2 separate regions of the Sus scrofa genome follow, and region 2 is linked to region 1. Evidence: chromatin contacts called from public HiChIP or PLAC-seq data. All regions are on one chromosome and are shown on one strand. The core of a region is the stretch at or near the end of the contact, and the rest is flanking DNA. Distances in the headings are between cores, read along the strand shown.

Region 1 (2,941 bases), core at 126-2,625:
AAATACTCAATTAGTTATAAGAGCAGTGCTTTAGAAATGGCTTCCCCAAGCTACCCTACATGCATAGTTAATTATGAACTAAGACAATAGTCACTGAGGCCATCAAGCAACAATGACTAACAATTATAAACAATGTTACATTTATTAAGCAACTATAAACAATAGCAGATGACTAAAGATGTAAAGTCCAGTTTCAGCTAGTTTAAGGTGCATGGTGACGGCTTCTGAAATCAGTTGAAAGCATGGAGCTATTTTTGCATATAAAGACAGTTCATATTTATTTAAAATCAGTTTATTCCACTTTGCACTTCCTCCTATTAATGAGGGGTGGTAGCCAGGAGTGGTTTCAGATACAGCTAAATACTTCTAGCTGAACTAAGGACAAATTCCCCTTTCTAGATGTGCGACTCACCTATTTGTTTCTGGACTTGCCAGGCCCACAGATGCTCCCATTCATTTGGCTGTTCATCATCCCAATTAGTTACAATGGTTAGAATTTCAGTGTTCGAGTTCAAGAGAGGACTTCCTCTTCAGAGTTTGGGGAAGTAAGAAAGCAAGCTGGTAAAAACAAGTTCATGAGTTAAGTTTTTGCCACACCACCCTCCTGCTCCGCAGCAATACAAACTGAAACCAAACTACCCTATTCTTGAAAAGAATCTCATATTAGGAGACAGTTCCTGTGCACTAACACGCACATTTGCTACTTCTCCCGGGAGCTCACTGGGGATAAAATGCGTTCTCCCGTTACAGTTATTCCAGAGGAGGCAGATGAACGTTTTTGAATTTAACAGACAGGGGTGCCTTGCTGAGATTCCTAAAATCCCACTAGGTATTTTCCTTCCTCCAAGTCCAGCTTTGGCTGAATACCTAGAAAACTATCTTCTTCTGCCCCTTTATGAACCAAATCGTGCTGAATTACCTTTCTAGTTAGGTGAGAGCTCACCCTCTTTCAGGTGTCACACGGACGGAGAGATCGGAAGGCCGCGCAGACACCCGGCTCTCAGCAGCCCTCACCCGAGGCGGACGCCGCAGGTCGGAAGGAATGACCCCACGTCCCATCTGAGCCACCCTACTGGCGTGCCCCGTGCAGATTGCTGATGCCATAGTCCACAGATCAAGGGGCAATGACAAGTAAACAACAATAACAACCGTCAGCACGAACTGTCACTGCCGCTCAGGCGGGACGAGCGCAGACTCTTCGAACACCGGGTCCTCGCCCCCTTGCACGCCCACCCGACGTCAGCCGGAAGGAAAGACCCTCCTACCTACAGGGTCGCAGCGAACTCTCCTTCAGCGATTTAAATCCTCCAGAATTCGAATCCTTCTCCAAGGTCTCTCAGGTCCCGCCCACTCTAGCCCCGCCTTGCTGACTCGGATTTCGCACAGGCTCAGAAAGGCGAGCGCATTGACTCTTGGTATTGGTAGTTTTCTCGGGGCCTCTCTGCTCGGCAAGCGAGGAGAAGGGAGGCGTCACGGACTACAAGGTCCGGTGTCCTTCGAGCGGGGTGGGCGGTGAGAAGGATGGGGTTGGGGGGGTTGACCGGGGGTTTTAAACAATAGTTTGGAGGCTGTGTGAAGGGGGAATCCCCGAGTGCGTCACTGGCTGGAAGGAGGGCCGGGACTCGGTACCCCGCGCCGGGGCCCCCGCTCCGCGCGGCCTGGACACACCCGGGCGCAGTTTTCACTCCCCCTCCCCCTGTGTTTTCGCGGGACCTGCGTAGGCCCCGCGCGTGTTCATGGAAGGCGGAAACGGCTGGGGGGACCCTCTCCTTCCAAAGGGGTCTAATCCTCGCCGCCATGTCCGGAGGCTTCGAGCTGCAGCCGCAGGACGGCGGTCCCCGGGTGGCCCTGGCGCCCGGGGAGACGGTGATAGGCCGCGGGCCGCTGTTGGGAGTAAGTGTGGCGGGGGCTTTGCTGGTCGGGACGGCCGCGAGGTCCTGGCCGGCTCCCGAGGCCCCTCTCCCGGACCTTCCCCGATTTGCTAGCACGCCGGCCAGGCCTGTCTGGATTTTAGAAGTTTGGGGGCAGCACTTTTTCAGTCAACTCGAAGCAACTTTCAGACTTTTCCTTCTGTTGCCTTTAAAAACACTGACTTGGGGTATCATCGTTGTCCTTTTACGCGGGGGTCTGCAAACTGGCCCTGGCTCCAAATCCAGCCTGTTTTTTTGTATGAGGGCATATACTGAGAATGGTTCTCAAATTTTCAAATGTAAAGTGTAAACAACCTGAATTAGTCTTTCGTGGAGAATAATTGCTCTAAGAGTTGAGAATATTGCCTCTTGGCTTGGTAGGCCACAGTATTTGCAGTAGTATCTGACCCTTTACGGGAAAAGTTTGCCAACCTCTGATCTTAGCTGTTCTAGAATAATTTCTTTTAAACTTTTGGCCCATTTGCCAAACTTTTATTGTATAGTCTTTTTCAGTAATATCGATGGCCCACCGTTCTGTGTATGTAGTGTTCCAGGCATTGATCTAAGAACTTCACTTGTATCAACTTTAATCTTTTCTAAACCCTTTGAGTTAGGTACTCTTATTATCTTCATTGTTCAAATAAGAAAGTTGAGCTATAGATTGGTTATTTAAAGGGCACACTTAAGCTTTTGGACACCGAGTGCCGATAGGCTATGCATTCTTCCTCTGGGATGTTTAAGAGTTTGAAAACTTGCCAGTTACATTGCGGAATTTTGTAAATCTCTCCCTCAATACGTATATATTTTTTCTTAACATTCAGCATGTCTGGTTTAGTGCCCACTTTGTGCCGCACACTGTGCAGATCCTAGCGCCCTGCGGTGCACAGAGATGAATGAGCCAGGCATCCTTGCCTCTAGTTTTCTTTTGAACTGTCCAGACCGACCTGTGTCAGTGAGCTAATACCAGGGAGTGAGGAATATGGACTGTTAACCCCAGTTAACCTCCAGTGTCTAAATGGAACCATTGGTAT
Region 2 (2,970 bases), core at 130-2,629, 250 kb before region 1:
AAACGTCTGAGTACGCTATATCATTTTTCCTTCATGCAACCCAAATCAAGGCATTTTAAAAACTGTAAACAGGTATAAACATGCTAGTTAATATTGTCATTCTCCAACTCCTTCACTAGAAATCTTTACAAAACTTGTAAATCTGACCTTGCCACACCCACTTAAATTAGCCCTTCATTGATGTCCCATTTTTTTCTTAGAAAAAAAGTATAAATTTTGTAAGTGACCTACAGATTTTGCAACGTCCCTGCTTACTACTCTTTTTGTTTCTAAAGGAGACACTCTCTCTCCCATCGCTGGGCTGTTTCCTCTGAAAATCTCCACTACTCCTAGTTGGGCCTTGTTAGCTTCTACTCAACTCAAATCTTTTTTCCTTTGTTTTTTTTTTTTTTCTTTAGATTTGTATTTATGTAGCGTTGGTTTGATTATTTAACTGATTCTCTCTCTTACTAGAAAATAAACTCCATGATATCCAGGACATTGTCATTTACATGCCTGGGAATACCAGGCAATCAACTGATACTTGCTGAAAGAATAGCTATGTTTGGTTGCTTCCTCCAATTACATAGCAGGCATCCTGGTGTCCACTTTGACCGTTTGTATGAAAAAGCATTTTACTAATTTGAACCTATTAACAGGCTCTGCACAAATAAGTGTGCCCTGCCCCAAAGGGCCCCAAATTTAAACACGAAGACGGAATGTCATCCCCAAGGACCTCTCGCTGGACTGGGAGGGTGGTTGGGGTGGCTGGAGGAAAGGACCGACAAGGCGCGAATGAACTAGCCCGCCAAGAATTCAGAACTAGAACCAAAGTATTGTACATCGCAAGTATTCCTCAATCTGCGTTCAAGCTTCGCTACTCCCACGCAACTAGAAAAGTGCTTTGGGGGGACGCTGGACATAGGATTTGGCAAAAAAAAAAAAAAAAAAAAAATGCAGACCACCCACACCACCCCTGCCCAAGATACACACTCGCCCCCCAAGAGCAGGCCCAGATCTTGGCACTGGGCAGTCTCGACCGGGTACCCACCTCCCGAAGCAGCTTTAGGTCCCCGTGCTGGATCTCGTACAGCTGAATGACGCCGGTGCCCCGCGCGAAGTTGCCCATGGTCACAAACTTGGCGCTGCAGGGCACCCACTTACAGTCGAATACCGTGTAGTTGAGGCTCTTCTGTATATGGGCGATGATCTGAGGCTTCTCAAAGGCCGACATGGTCCACCTGTTGGATTCCGCCTAGGCCACAGGCACACCCCCAACAAACCATGACAAAACGCTAACCTGGAAACCGGAAACCAAACGTTAAGAACAGTTGGTCCCTCCCGTTTGCCGTAAGCGCCCCTGTCGCCCTTGGAAATTGGGTTTAGATGTCTTTGATAATGCCGGATGAGCAACCGAAGACACAAGACTTTTTTCCCTCACCGACAACACAAGCTTGTTTGTAGCCTTTACTTAAAACCTTTAGTATATATTAGAGATAACTAAATGTTCTGGCTGCTAGTTGGCGTGGGCAGAGGGCGACCATAAGAATCAGGCATATTTTAGGACAGCCCTTTCCCCTCCCAATAAACACACACAAAATCTTGCTTCAGGTCCCTTGCGTGGACGTCTTAGGAAAGAGGGCGGAGCCCTGGGGCTGGTTGGTGGAGACTGGGGTCCTGCGAGACGCATCTGCGCGGTACAGCCCCGCACGTGTTCAAGCCGGAAGCTCCCGCTGGGGCTGGAGAGTCCTGAGGATGGAAACCCAGATGGAGGCTCAGAGCCCCTTAGCCGAGGACGGCTTCACCCAGGTCACCCGCAAGGGTAGCCGAAGGGCGAAGAAACGGCAGGCTGAGCAGCTGTCTGCGACGGAGGAAGGAGGGGGCGCGAGCCACATGGACACGGAAGAGGCTCGGCCGGCGAAGAGGCCCATCTTCCCTCCCCTCTCCGGGGACGGGTTCTTGGTACTGGCGGGCACTCACGAACAGGAACGGGGCAAAGCAGAGGCCTGGGGACCCTGTGGCTTTAGGGTGATGTAGAAGCTTTTTATGGCGTGAAGGTTTTAGAGAAGGACTCTCCTGATGTTTAATTCGTTCAGTTGAAGGATGCTCTTTGTGGATCAGCTGTCAGTTTACAACTCCGCCCATCCGACGACTCCTGAGTTGTGTTTTCTTTTATTGTAGAGTGGGAAAGAAGAAACTAGGAAAATTCCAGTTCCTGCTAACAGGTACACGCCGTTAAAAGAGAATTGGATGAAGATATTTACTCCTATTGTGGAGCATTTGGGACTTCAGATACGCTTTAACTTGAAATCGAGGAATGTAGAAATCAGGGTAAGGAGAATGTTAACCATTTTTAAATATACTGCGGTTTCTCTCACCTGTGGGTATGAAAAGGCATGAACCGACTTTCCTTAGAGGGGCTTATTTTGTTAAATGATTTTTTCCCAATTTTCTAATATTTTAGTATTTGAACCTCTCAAATGCTTTCAAAATCTACACTCAGCGCAGATATTAGTCCAATTCATGAGTTGGGCCTGAGATCATACCAAAATAGTAGCTATGTCTCTTTTTTTTTTGAAGGGCTGCACCTTGGCATTTGGAAGTTCTCAGGCAAGGGGTCGAATTGGAGCTGTAGCTGCCAGCCTACACCACAGCCACACCAATGCCAGATCCAAGGTAGTCCTGCGACCTGCACCACAGTTCACGGCAACACCAGATCCTTAATCCCCTGAGCAATGCCAGGGATTGCACCTACATCCTTGTGGATACTAGTCCAGGTCTGCATATTTTTAATAATCTGTGTTGATTAAGAAAAGGCTTAATAAAGAGCTTGTCATAAACAGAAGTATGTAAGTAATCAATGAAAGTACTTGCTATAGTATCATATTTTAGTGGTATTTTTTGAAAAAAAAAAAGTACCGATGATAAATTTAAGTTATACATACGTGTATTTATTCATTCATTCCTTCCTTCCATGATGTCAGGCTAGGA

Evidence for each region. HiChIP or PLAC-seq counts read pairs in DNA pulled down with a chosen protein or histone mark.
Region 2: an H3K27ac HiChIP or PLAC-seq map of alveolar macrophages shows a contact between it and region 1. The contact joins the promoter of WDR92 here to the promoter of FBXO48 in region 1. A contact is called at or near these places in 1 of 5 promoter capture datasets (liver) and 1 of 2 datasets of contacts at active chromatin or transcription factors (alveolar macrophages).

What each region holds. Positions count from the first base shown.
Region 1 is chr3:73,829,733-73,832,673 of Sscrofa11.1, reverse strand. It overlaps FBXO48 (F-box only protein 48), which reads right to left and starts at 1,375. Exons shown (of 4, transcript XM_021087420.1): 1 at 1,266-1,375; 2 at 413-558. It overlaps APLF (aprataxin and PNK-like factor), which reads left to right and starts at 1,516. Exons shown (of 10, transcript XM_005662500.3): 1 at 1,516-1,893. The coding sequence starts at 1,798.
Region 2 is chr3:74,083,542-74,086,511 of Sscrofa11.1, reverse strand. It overlaps WDR92 (WD repeat-containing protein 92), which reads right to left and starts at 1,379. Exons shown (of 8, transcript XM_005662502.3): 1 at 1,031-1,379. The coding sequence starts at 1,213. It overlaps PNO1 (RNA-binding protein PNO1), which reads left to right and starts at 1,616. Exons shown (of 7, transcript XM_003125074.4): 1 at 1,616-1,941; 2 at 2,161-2,310. The coding sequence starts at 1,735.